Linked DNA regions of Hordeum vulgare: region 2 is linked to region 1. The links are chromatin contacts, called in public Hi-C maps. All regions are on one chromosome and are shown on one strand. The core of a region is the stretch at or near the end of the contact, and the rest is flanking DNA. Distances in the headings are between cores, read along the strand shown.

Evidence for each region. Hi-C and Micro-C count contacts between places; a contact is called where the count stands out from the background.
Region 2: a Hi-C map of leaf shows a contact between it and region 1, with 7 times the contacts expected there. The contact joins two enhancer-like sites. A contact is called at or near these places in 4 of 6 Hi-C or Micro-C datasets (leaf and seedling).

The regions. Positions count from the first base shown.
Region 1 is chr3H:553,540,920-553,547,572 of MorexV3_pseudomolecules_assembly, reverse strand. No RefSeq gene overlaps it. Among protein-coding and RNA genes, the nearest start is that of LOC123444981, 40 kb to the right of the region's middle. Within about 2 kb of position 3,767, at least 1 of the 3 cell types and tissues checked has open chromatin away from gene starts, as enhancers often do. A contact at or near this core is called in leaf, where this site is marked.
Region 2 is chr3H:553,719,942-553,726,594 of MorexV3_pseudomolecules_assembly, reverse strand. No RefSeq gene overlaps it. Among protein-coding and RNA genes, the nearest start is that of LOC123444983, 10 kb to the left of the region's middle. Within about 2 kb of position 3,519, at least 3 of the 3 cell types and tissues checked have open chromatin away from gene starts, as enhancers often do. A contact at or near this core is called in leaf, where this site is marked.

The sequences.
Region 1 (6,653 bases), core at 2,518-5,017:
ACCCCGTGGCGTCTGGAATCGAGTCGCATGGCCGTCCATGGGCTGAGCCGGCGGCGGATTGGGCGGTGAAATAGTTCCTCCCGTCGGGGCGGTTTGCAAAGGCCGATCAGGACCCGCCCCGGGGGTGCGCGGAGTGTCAAAAAGGCGAGTTGGGTGTAAGTCGGCCGGGACGCGCCCACTGTGTCTCCTTTGATGGACGGCGTCAGACGCGCGCTGCTGTATCTCGAGCCGCCAGCATTCGGTGTTCAGTCGCTCGGTCTCTGCGGCGACCGCGGCTCGTTGTGTCTCGATCCTGGCGGCTTCTGCTTCCATGTCGCGTTGTGCCTTGGACATTGCCTCCCGCAGTTTGGTTAGCTCGGCATTGACCGACTCCTGATTTTCAGATGTAATCGGGGTTGCCATAAGGCTGGCTATCTCCGCTGCTAGTTCCGTCATGGCTTTCGCTGGGGGCTTGGATGTTCCCTCGGTCTCGTTGTTGCGAGTCGGACTCTGATGAGGCTGGGCTGACCCCGCCATGTAGATGGCGATTTGCCGGCGAGACCTCTTGAGGACTTAGGGATCCATTGCCAGCGACAGCCCCCCGAGCTGTCCTTCCTCAAGAGGGTGGATCGACTCCGTCTCACCCATGGATGACTCGCCATCGGAATTGACAAGTGTGATCTCCTCGCCCGCCTCTTCGTCTTGCGCGTCGCCTCCCTGCGTAAAGCCGACGAAAACCTGGCGATTCTTGTTCTGCCGTGTAACGGGGAGGACGTACCTGGCCGGCTCGACGATGTCGGTGGAGGTGTCCGGCTCAGGAACAGGCGTCCCGATCATGCCGATGAAGATGTTGATCTTGCCGAAGGGGACTCGGTAGCCAGATTTGACGGAATCGGCCTCCGATTCCCATAGCAAGTTCTCGATGTAGTACTTCCCGCGGCGGCTCTCAGTCATGATGTCGACCGCATAGCTTTCTAACCCTGATAGGGCTCCCTTTGAGAACTCAACTCCACCGTGCGCAAGCCCCACGGTGGGAGCCAACTGTCGTGGTTTTATCACGACGGATGTCCTCGTGAAAGGACTTAGAGATGGAGCCATCGCACCTTGGTGGCAACTCAAAGGGGGTGAGCGGAAGCGAGACTCAGATTTACCCAGGTTCGGCCCCTCGTGAGGAGGTAAAAGCCTACATCCTGCTTTGTGTGGATTAATGGTGGTTTCGATTACAAGGAGGGCGTAACTCGCCTGACCTAGCTCTCGATTTTCTCTAACCCGCCTGACCTTTCCCTGGGACTCGCCTTTATATACAGGTCGAGGCCCTAGGGTTTACAAAGTCCTGCCATCCTACTCTTGGTAGATTTCCTTATCTCTAAGTCCTCGTGTTCCCTACGATGAGGAGCTTCCTTGACGTTCCATCATCCACACGGTCTTTTTGAACCGCCCTACAGCTCCTGGGCCACTGGACGCATAATTAAAGGTGAGTCGCCCCTTTGGTGACCCGGCCCATTAAGGGCGGGTTACCCACAGGTAATATCCCCAATAGATCCCGTTCAGGCCTACCACCCTCACGAGCGCTCGTGCATCTGGCTCCCTCGCGCCACCGCGTTCCTCCCTAGTGTTGGATTCAGATCGGACCGAGGCCGACCCAGATGCATCTCCGTCGTTGCTCTCGGGGCTCCCCCCGTCCTCCGGGTTAGTTGTCGGCTCACTGCTACCCTTCCCGTTCGCCGGCTCGACTTCCTCTACGCCGTCGCATTGTCTGAAGTTCGTGGAGGTCCGGGAGCCCGTCGTTCTCGGGTCGCTACTAGCCTGTCATGCGGTGAGTGCGGCGCGCATGATGGGCTGACACATATTGCTGATGATGCTTCTTAGCCCTCCCCTCCGCGACCTCGCCCTCCGCCTCGCCTCAAGTCCATCGACGTCCGGGAGCCCGCCATCGGGAGGCGTGCTGACTGTCATCCCGTTGCTATGGGGGTCACTGTTGTGGTACCGTGAGGTACCTGTTGTGTGCGGGCTAGCCCGTAGGTTGATGATGATGCTCTGTCATCCCCCTCGCAGTCCTACCCTAAATCGGGGGCAGTCCGGGACAAAAACTTGGCTCGAGTGGGGGGATCCAGGAGGATGGATTGAAGTGCATGGGAGTAAGGGATGTGCACATGCTCCCAAGTGCGGGCATGATGCGCCATGTGGCTAGTCCGGCTGAGCGCGCCGCCTATCTCAAATGGATGGACATGCGATGTTTCTGTTGTCTCCGCCACAAGCATTTCCCCAAGCATTGCGAGGAGCCACTGAAATGTTGGCGTTTCTACAATGATTTCCATCTTGCGAGTCATGCCCTGGCCCTCCGTCGAAGCTTAGCTCGTTGGTGCCTCCCTGCTACTAGGCAGTGTTCATACACTGAGGCTCTCACGGCGCCGCCCATTGGAGATCGCTCGACTTGTTACGTGAACTATTGCATCTTCCCTCGTGCTCCTGTCTAGCAGGACCTCATTGCTGCTATGCTCTCGGCTGGGCCGGTGGGCATCAATCCGTGGAATGTTGATCCGACGCTTGACCAAGCAATGTCGCCTTCTCCTCAGATTTTTCCTGCCATCAACGGCCCTATGGACTGCTCTACTTGGGGCGATGATATGTGGTTTCCCAATGGTGCCAGGCATGGAGGGAGTGAGAAATTTGTCGATCATGTGTGCTCGGAGGCTGCATACTACTCACCGCGCCCTTGAGGCTCCTCCTTTCTTCAGTGTTGCACTCCTCTGTACATCAGATGCCGAGTCCAGAGGAGCCGCTTGATTTCACCGCACCCAACCTTCTAGATGAGCCTGCGGTTGACGTGTACAATGTTGTTGCAAAGGTGGCGCAAACTAAAGCAACAACAATATCTCTGGAGGATTTTCTCAGCAAGGTTACTTGTCTGCTCCCACAACCACTTCTTGGGACCCTGGTGCCTTCACACGGGGAGAAAAATGATGGGCAGCGGAGCCAGCGTCTCGAAAAGAAGAACAAGGCATGCAACATTCTGACATCCAAGCGCGCAGGGTATAGGATGTTGGAGTTTTTTGGTGAGCTGCCGGAGGTCAAAAAAGCAGAGGGGCTAGAACAAAAGATGCAAGCATATGTGGACATGTACAAAAAAAACACTCTCATCGCAAGTGATGAGGCGTTGAGCTTTTTGGCGAGGATTGTAGTGAAGTCAAAGTTGGACCTCTGAAGATGCTTTCCACAAGATAATGTTAGTACATGATTATTTGAGGCCGAGAGAGAAGAGTCTTCGACGAATGGCGATCAGTTCGGTTGTTCTTGAGTCTCGTCTTACTCTTTTGGGCCTAAGTGCTGTCGTGTGTGGCTCCGATGATGTCTCGTCATGATTTTTTGTCTCGTCCCAATCTTCTAGTACACATTGCCTCTTTTTTCGTTTTTCTTTTTTCTTCGTTTTTTGGGTTTTCATTTGGTTTTCCCTAATTAGACAAGAATGTTAGGTCTTTGGGTCCGGTTTTATTTATAAAATAGACCAATTCTCTTCTTCTGAATGAAATGCAGGAACCACTGTCCTCTCGAGGTGTTCTTGAAAAAAAAAAACAAATCTGGCACACCTATAAAATGAATTCAATGAAATATCTACCAAGCATCACAAAGCTATTTTAAAACTGGATCAAGCGTAGTAAAGTTAGAGCGAGTATCAATCAGTTGACTAAACACGAAATCGTCATCACAGACGCAAGCATGGGCGCCGGCCCAATTGCACGGCGCCACGACCACATATGTGCGCACGGCGCCACGACCACATATGTGCTGCACATAAGGTTAACTATATTCTTCCAAAAAAAATAGGTTAATTATATGGTACACAGACCAGGTGTCCTTGATAGCCCGATTGACTAATTTATCCATGGTCAACCACTTCGGAGATCCTTCGGGATGATCTGAAAATGCCGTTACTCTATGCTCGGACTTGTTAAAAGGTGGCGGCTAGCTGGATACTTTTTCGACTAACCGTCATGTTAGCAGTATCACTGGGCTAATTAAACAAAGCTTCTAGAAGAAAGCATAGTTGATTATTTTCAAGTTGCTTGGTTTGTCAAAGGTTCGATAGAGGGAGATACGATTCCGTTTTTTTAGGCGAACCATTCCAGGTTTGAATATGTTTCTAGAGCAAAGACTGAGAATTGTTGATTGCTCCTGCTACTTCCAACTTATTATTATCGGCCGCAAATGCAGAAAATGGAATTTGCTTTTACGGTCGCCACGACAAGATTGATGGTGATGGGACTATTTTTAGAATCACAGACCCCAGACCCGGCAAGCGCATTTGTACCGGGCCATGACATTATTTTTTGAGAACATACTGGGGCTATAACATACTGGAAAATGAAAAGTACTTCTATTCTATAACTTTTTTTCCCTTATTTGGATCAAAAAATTGAGAGTTTTTGACTTTTTATACACACATTTTAACTTTGAGTCTTCTCTTCATGTTCATTCAAGATTCGCCACTGTTCTCACGATGTATTTAACATGCCAATTGAGCCCAGATAAACATACGCCACCCAAGATATGCTATAGGGCTCCCTTCCAACAGTTTTGGGAAGTTTCTGTGTTTGTTCTGTGACTTCATCGGTTCTTGTTCCTATTTATTTTGTTTCTTCCATTATTAAAATATGTCAATTTTTTAATATTGATAAGGTTTTTTTAATTCATTGTTTTTTAAATTATATTTCAAATTCGTATTTTTTAATGTATAGTTTTTTATCTGTAAAATGAGGATTTGATTTTTGTTGAATCAGTAGCGGTTAGCTAGTAAACAAGCGGCAAAGTGAGTGACGGTCACGGGTCGCAGTCCTCCTAGCATCCATGTGAATGCCATCGTCCCATTCGGTACGGGAAGCGTTGAATAGGAGCACCTACAATCCAGTATCTCTCTCACAAAATACTCAAATACTTTGACATGGAGTGTGAGAAATTTAGTCTTTTCAAACTAACTAAAAAATGTCTTCAAAGCTGTTGTTTGTTTAACCAACATTTCAATGTTTTAGTGCTTGTTTTTCCTCACCAGATTATGATAAGTTTTGGTTATGCCAATTGAGGCAAAACAAAAGACATTACTAGATATAACACTTTTTCACCTTGCGGAGATCTAAATATGCAGGCGAAGTTTGAGAGTGAGGATGAGATATTAGTCACTAACGATAACAATTGGGAAAGTGGCAACAAAAAAGCACCCTTGTCAGTATAAAGTTTAGCGTGAAACCAAGCTTTTCTTCCCCTTTCCCCATAAATTTATGATACCAGAATTTCAATTTTCTTCTAAATGATATCTCAAATGTGTTACAATGTGTCAAGTTTTACCATATTATAACAATTTCTCACTGGTTCCGGCATGTCATACCCTAAGTCAAATGCATATTGGAAGATTCATGGGAACCAATAAGTGGATATGACATGCCAAAACCATTGAAGGGGTGTGGTCAAGTCAAATGTGTCGGTGGGGCTAGTTAGGGCCAATCGGGGATGCATGTAAAGTCAACCGGGATAGCGGAAGGTCATCCAAATAGGAAGAACACACTCATCTAATTTATGCTTCTGATTTGGCTTGCCTATCACCAACCATGTCAACTTGACAGGTTTTGCCTAGTGAGCCAGATTCAGAAGAAATGTGATGAATATGGGTAAACTCGACACAACGCAAAAATATTAGGGTAAAATATGTTGCATTTTTAATGAGCTAAACACTGTCACAAACCCGCAAGAGATAAAAGGTGGAATTTCCTCTAAAATTTATGTCAGGTACCATGTGACTTTTTTAAAAGACGAAGTTTCACTAACTCCTTATCTGTGAATGAAATTACTCAATTTGCCAAAAGGAAAGGGTTGGGCCTGGACAGGACCAAGCTGGATTGGCCCGCATTTGTCTTCTACCCAAAAACACATCACATGAGAGAAGGAAACGTGGGATCTCCTATTCGGCGCTTCAGGTCCTAGTCGGAGCCTTAAGTGTCGGCTAGGAGATCCCGCACCCATGTGTCCTGCAAGTTAGGCCGGTCCATAGAACGCTTCGACCAACGAACTCGCACGAAAATATCCCAAAATAATTAGCGGGTACAAGATTCGAACTAAAGACGTATGTTTCACATCCAAACTCGCTAACCACTAGAGCTACTGGACTTAAGTGTTTTTTATAGTCTGAAATGCTTAATAACAGAGTCGTAGCGCTATTTCTTGATACGTAATCATTGGGGAAAAATTGTGATAAGTTTTTTGAATAAAAAAGGTGGTAAACTTAAAAAAAGTTCATCGATTTCAAAAAGAGCTCATTGAATTTGAAAAAACAGTTTGTATATTTAAAAATGTTCATTAATTTTCAAAAAAGGTTCATCAAAATTGAAAAATTGTTCATGGATTTACAAAAAAACAACTAAATTTTTAAAAAAGTTCATCAATTTGAAAAAAAATCACTGAATTTAGAAAAAACGTTCATTGAATTTGGAAAAAGTCTACCGATTCTGAAAATAGTTCATCGATTTCAAAGAAAAAGTTCGTCAAATTCAAAAAGTCCATCAATTTTGAAAAAACTTCATCGAAATTGAAAAATTGTTCATGGATTTACAAAAAAAATAACTTCAAATTTTTAAAAAGCTAATCAATTTGAAAGAAAGAAATCCCTGAATTTAGAAAAGACGTTT
Region 2 (6,653 bases), core at 2,270-4,769, 180 kb before region 1:
GGACTACATACAGAGCAAAATGAATGAATCTACATTCTAAAGTATGCCTAAGGCTTGTTTGGTGCGCAGGGTTTGAGGAGGTTTGTAGGGGATTATCCTCGAGGGGATCAGAAACCCCGCGATTCCCTGCATGTTCATTTGATGGACATCACAAACCCCTTCAATCCTCTCTAATCTCCCTCGATTTCTTCCTACCCACGCGGTTCAAAAACCTTGTCTCATGACTCAGGGATTTGGCAATTGAGGGGATTTGAGAGGATTGGGTGAAAGGAAGGGATTCACCCAATCCTCTGAAAAACCCCCCTCCACAATCCTCCCCAACCCCTTCGTGCCAAACAAGGCCTTAGTGAAATCTCTAAAAAGACTTATATTATGGAACGGAGGGAGTAGTTAACTAGTCATAGTGGAGAGTTGCATATGTTACTAGTCTATATGTTATTACCTTTATAGTGGGTAGTGTCATAGGTTTGGTAATATAGATGACTTTATTTATTAATTTGTAAAGTTATTTTTTATTTGGAATTTTTTATTGAAAATCGCTATGTGGTGTAACATATTATGTTACTTTATTTGTCTATCTTCTCATTAACTAGCTGTCATATCATTATTTTTCTTTATATAACATTTATGTTTTTTTTTACAAATAGGATCTTGGCATTAGAAGAAACACCGGAACTATAAAGCACCTCAACAAAAACAAAAATTACAATAAAATTCTTGAGATGCCCTTCATCTTCAACCCTCGAACTGTGTCGACGATGCGCCGCCGCTGTTGTTCCTCCCTGAGCTGGCCTGACGTAGTTGGATGCATACAAGAAGTAGCCGATCGGGTCAAGAAGACCACATCCATCCCGGAGATGAAGAAGGAAGAACCGTCGATGAAGCTCCTCGACGATCCAAAGATCCCCATAATCGGAAGGAGTCTTCAAAAATCACACCACTCTCACAAGCTTCTCAACGTCGCCGTCGAGATGAGGCTGAAACTGAAAAGACCTTATTGAACAAGATGTCGCCGCCACCATCTAAGCATCGTCTCACCAAACCTTAACCCTAAAAGCAGGAAAACGAAGACCTCCCGCCAATGGGACCCGAGATCCACCCCGCCTCCATGGCCCGATGGCCACAAAAAGTGAGGCATATCGACGACGACGGCGACGGGAGGCAAGGGAACCCTAATTGAGTGTGCGTGGAAGAGAGAGGTCACTACTTATGTTACTCTTGATTGAGCGATGGCGGTTATTCTGAAAATTAATGTCTTCCAGAGTAAATCTGTCAGGTAAGACGTTCAACTTGTCATCTTTTCTCGTGAACGCTCGCTAGCTAATGGAGTTTAGAAAAAAGAAGAAAGAAAAAGTGGTACCGAAAGAGACGAGACAATGTGTACCTAGTACACAAGGTACAAATAATACCAGATGCTGTTGTTCTATTTTCACCCAAGTTGTTGTGGCCCGATGGATGCTTTCGTAACCCATAAGCATGAGACCGATGCCTTGGGAGCTAAAAACCACGTGCGTGCGAGAGTGAGCAATGCTGCTGTGCTGGTTGAGCACGCTGGAGGCCGCATCGGCATCAGCAGCGGAGCATAAGGCTGGTCATAGTGTGGAGTAACATATAGTAATATCATAGTAGTATGATACTATCTTTATAGTGCATAGTAACATAAAATAGTACTCCATTCGTCTCGGTGAATAATTCATCTTATAAAAATCAAATAATCCCAAAACACTTAGGCACGATGCATTAACTTTGACCTCGTTTCTTGTTTTTTGACATGAATAAAGGAATCAACCAATAATAGACGTGGGGCATGTATGTTTTAATGACTTGAGACTAATTAGCACAACATGCATTGATCAATTCATTGCATGCAATGGTATTAATTAGCAAATTAACATTGATTTCTCTCGTTTTTCTGTCCGTCTTGGTCACGGTGCACAACCTAAGATGACTTAGAGCAAGTACAATAAGGTACAGTCAGCAGGCTGTAAGGATTAAAATATTATATTTTTGCTGAGTTGGATGAGAGAGAAGAGGAGAGAGAAGGGAAGCGGGCTCTTCGTGAAGAGCCAACTCTAACACGTGCTCCTAGGTGCTTTGTGAGAATGAAAGGTGAGACATATATGATAAAAATAGTACTCTTTTATAGCCAACTATTGTACAAGCTAGCTATAAGACGGGCTATAAGACTGCTTATAGCCAGCAGTTGGCTATACTATTAACCATGCTCTTATACACCGAGACGGAGGGAGTATCATAGATGATCTTATTTATTGACATGCATGACACATAGTAGCATAGCATTTAACATGTTACGGTATCTACCTATGTTACTCTAACCCTCTCTCTCTTCTTTAATTGTCTGTCACATCAACATGTTTGCTTTTCCCAAGTACATAATACTACCTTAGTTACTCCCACTATGGCCAGCCTAATAGTAACTAGACGATGTCTTTAAAAAAATGTATGAATTGATAGAAGACTAAAATTAATAAAAACAAATACTATAAAACATTGTTACTTTTTTCATCACGGTTTAGAAGACACATTTAAACTTGCGTGCGTTTTTAAAATAGACAAGATTTAAGGCGCGAAATCAATTACTCTTATTAATTACTACTTGTACTAGTCATGCATGCGCCCTCCCAATTTGTTGCTCACGCATTAATACTAGTAATTTCTCAGTTGATTAGGCGTATTAGCATCTACACCTGCTACATCTCACAACCAATCAATGACTACCTTGGTCTCAGAGATTTTCAAGCGTGCCTTCTAAACCGTGACGAAGGGAGTACATGACTTAATTTTCTAGGAAATAAATGCATGAGGTGATATATTTTGCATGAAAAGATTAATAAAAAAGTAACTTATGACTCTATACATGACTTAACGGTGTGTCATTATTACATGAATAGAAAAATTAATTAATGAATTATAAATAAATATATAAATAAGAATAGAGGATAGGTAGGAGTAGTCCTCCAGCTCCAGGATAAAGAGTGATGCGGTTGAATTCGGGGGACAAGATCAAGCCGGAAGCACACGGCTCTGTTATAGTAAGCGTTCCTAGTAAGCGCATCCAAACAGCAAACAAAATGCATCTATCCCAAGTTCCCACCCCTCTCCCTGTGCCGCCACCGGAATAATAAATCAGTGCGGCGGCGGCGGCCCCGCTTTCCGCCGCGGCATCATATAAAACGGGATCCGTCTTTTGGTTTGCGATCGACGGGAGCTGTTGTGTGGTGCCGCCTGCCCGGCTACGTGGAGCGCTCGCGCGGCACACATACATGGCCGTCGAAAAAGCTGCTGAGATGGATCACTGTCTGTCTGTCGCTAGCTAGCTCCACCAGATGCATTTTGCCTCGGGAGCAGCGGGAAACGATCGATCGACGCGACCCCGTTGCGCGCGTGTGGCCGTAAACGAGACGAGAGATGCGGAGCGGCAGTGCCGATGGATGGTGCGGTGCGGCGCGCCGCTAAATCGGCGGCTGGGGAAAGCGCCGCGTCGGCAGCGCGTTTCTGTTCTCACCCGCGACCACGGACGCACGGCTGCTGGCGCGTTTGCGGCGCTGCCGGTGCCCGTCCGGGCGGCGTGTATGCCGCGACCACGTGCGTGATTTGTGACGGGGAGGAGGGGATCGTGCCTACCTGCTCCTGTCCTGCTGGCTCGCTCGCGGCTGCGGGAGAGCGACGCGGGGCTGCCATTGCGGCGGGGTACAGTAGCAGTATCGATCAGCGCCGAGGCCTGCGGTGATGATCTGATGCCCCCTGCCGACAGTTGGAGACTGCGGGTCTCGTCGTGTTGTGCCTGCCTACGTGGTGGGTATGTCAGGGCAGGGTGCATAATTATGTTGGGAAACTGGGCCTAGCCCATCGCGCGCGGTAGCCATGGCCGGCTTCGGTGCAAGACAAAGAGCCGGTCCATATCGTTTTTCCTTAGGAGCAACTTTAATGTATCCACTCATTTCGTTCGCCGCCTTCTGTTTGGGTCAATGCGGGTAAAAAAATGGCCCAACGCGCTGATCCATTGTCAAAACGCGTTCGCTTCGCATCCGTGCCGATTCATTTCCGATTCAAAAAAGATGGCCCAACATGCTGACCCTTTGTTTCCTCGTCGACGACCCAACATCCATGGACAGCGGCGACAAGTGCGTCGTCTATTCCAGTGCGATGCTGTCAAAGGAGGTCGCCTACCTGCATGCTATGAGGGTGATGCACCTGACGCATCAGCACTCCCGTGCTACGTCTACGTCCGGCTTCTTTCCGAACACCCTCGTCGTCAGCGCCAACGCGCTTCTTTCACAGGAGGCCGCCTACCTTGAAGCTCAGATGACGATGCAACATACGCACGAGCGTGCCCGTGCTGCTGCGCCACCGCCGACACCAACATTACCCGTGCTGGCAGAGCCCACCCCCGCTCCGGCACAACCCGACCTCGCCCCCGCGCCGGCACAGCCCGACCTCGACGCCGCCGCCGAGGACGCCTAGGTTTTTTCTTCTTCTTATTTTTCAATAATGTAACGCGTGGACTCTCGTCGGCTTTCGTGGCCGGCTTTTTTAATATTTAATCGGACATTTTCGTTAATATTATGCATGTTTGGTGCACGCCGGCAAAAATGGGTCGAGCCAGCGTTGGGCGCATGCGCCGACCCAAACGTCGAAGCGCACATTCGTGTCCGCCTGGCCGACTCAAACGGACAAAAGGCGGACAAAATCGCCGTCCGTTTGGGTCGGCTCGTTGGAGTTTCCCTAAATAGGTTTATTTATCCTCCCTTATCCTACATAAAGAGAGGAAGAACAATCATTGTAATAGAGACCATCATTAATAAAGATTGTTTCCTTTCTACTTTATGTGTTCTTCTACTTCTCGTGTGATTGTCTACGACGCTGCTCCGCTTCACAACCTTGGACCGAACTCGCCGGTAGGAGTTGCCGAACACGTTATCAGCACGCTTCGCTTCACCAAGTCTCCATCGAGCCTGCGTTAAGCCTGCACCAAGCAACCTCTCGTCGATCCCATGGAGCTATAAGATCCAATCCATCTCTTTGCAAAAATGGATTCATCATGTTATCACGATTCCGTTTTTGCGATTAGTTTACTTTTTCGGTTTTAATCTACCTATAGTGTGGATTTCTCTCTCAAGAACTAGTTGACGAATACGTCGTCGACCAATGTCGATGTTGTTGGTGTTGGGGAACGTTGCATGTGAAACAAAAAATTTCCTACGCACACGAAGACCTATCATGATGATGTCCATCTACGAGAGGAGATTTGGATCTACGTACCCTTGTAGATCGCACAACAGGAAGCATTAAGAAACGCGGTTGATGTAGTGGAACGTCTTCACGTCCCTGGACCAGCCTCACGAACCGTCCCACGAACCGTCCCACGATCCGTTCCGATCTAGCAAGCAAGACCGAGAACTCGACGATGATGATGTCGGCCTTCTTGATCCAGCAAGCAAGACGGAGAAGTAGATGAGTTCTCCGACAGCGTGACGGCGCTCCGTTGGTGGTGACGATCTACTCCTGCAGGGCTCCGCCCGAGCTCCGCAGAAATATGATCTAGAGGTAAAACTATGGTGTCTAGATCTGAGTTGCACCTGGCAAAAGTTGTCTTAAATCAGCCCTAAATCACCACTATATATAGGAGGGAGGGGAAGGCGGCTTGCCTTGAGGGCCAAGCCCTCAAGGGTGCGCCGGCTAGGAGGAGGAGGAGGAATCCTACTCCAATTAGGATTGGAAAGTGGAGTCCTTCTCTTCCTTCCCACCTCCCCTTTTTTTCTTTGGTTTTCTTCTCTTGGCGCCAAGGCCCTCTTGGGCTTCCCCCGGGTGGGTTGCCCCCCTCCCGGTGAACTTCCGGAACCCATTCGTCACTCCGGTACAATCCCGGTAATACAAGATTCCGGGACTTACACTTAGTCACATTGCTTGCAAGGCTTGTGTGTGATGTTGTATTACCGAGTGGGCCCTGAGATACCTCTCCATCACACGGAGTGACAAATCCCAGTCTTGATCCATACTAACTCAACGGACACCTTCGGAGATACCTGTAGAACACCTTTATAGTCACCCAGTTACGTTGTGACATTTGATGCACGCAAGGTATTCCTCCGGTGTCAGTGAGTTCTATGATCTGATGGTCATAGGAACAAATACTTGAAACACAGAAAACAATAGTAATAAAATGACACGATCAATATGCTACGTTCATAGTTTGGGTCTAGTCCACATGATTCTCGTAATGATGTGATCCAGTTATCAAGTGACAACACTTGCACATAGTCAGAAAACCTTGATTATCATTGATCAACTGGCTAGACAACTAGAGGCTTGCTAGGGACATTGTTTTGTCTATGTATCCACACATGTATCTATTTTTCCATTCAATATAATTATAACATGGATAATAAACGATTATCTTTAAACAGGAAATATAATAATTATTATTTATCATTGCCTCTAGGGCATATTTCCAACACTTGGATCAAGAGACACTTGTTGACTACACCCTAGGGAGACGGTGATGAGACGTACTCCAGATGAGCACGACACTGCCGCAATGTACCGGATATACACGCGTCATGATGTCCCGCCGACGCACTATCTATTTTTTCCGAGCTGCTACAGTATCGCCGTCGTCACCGTGGCCCTGC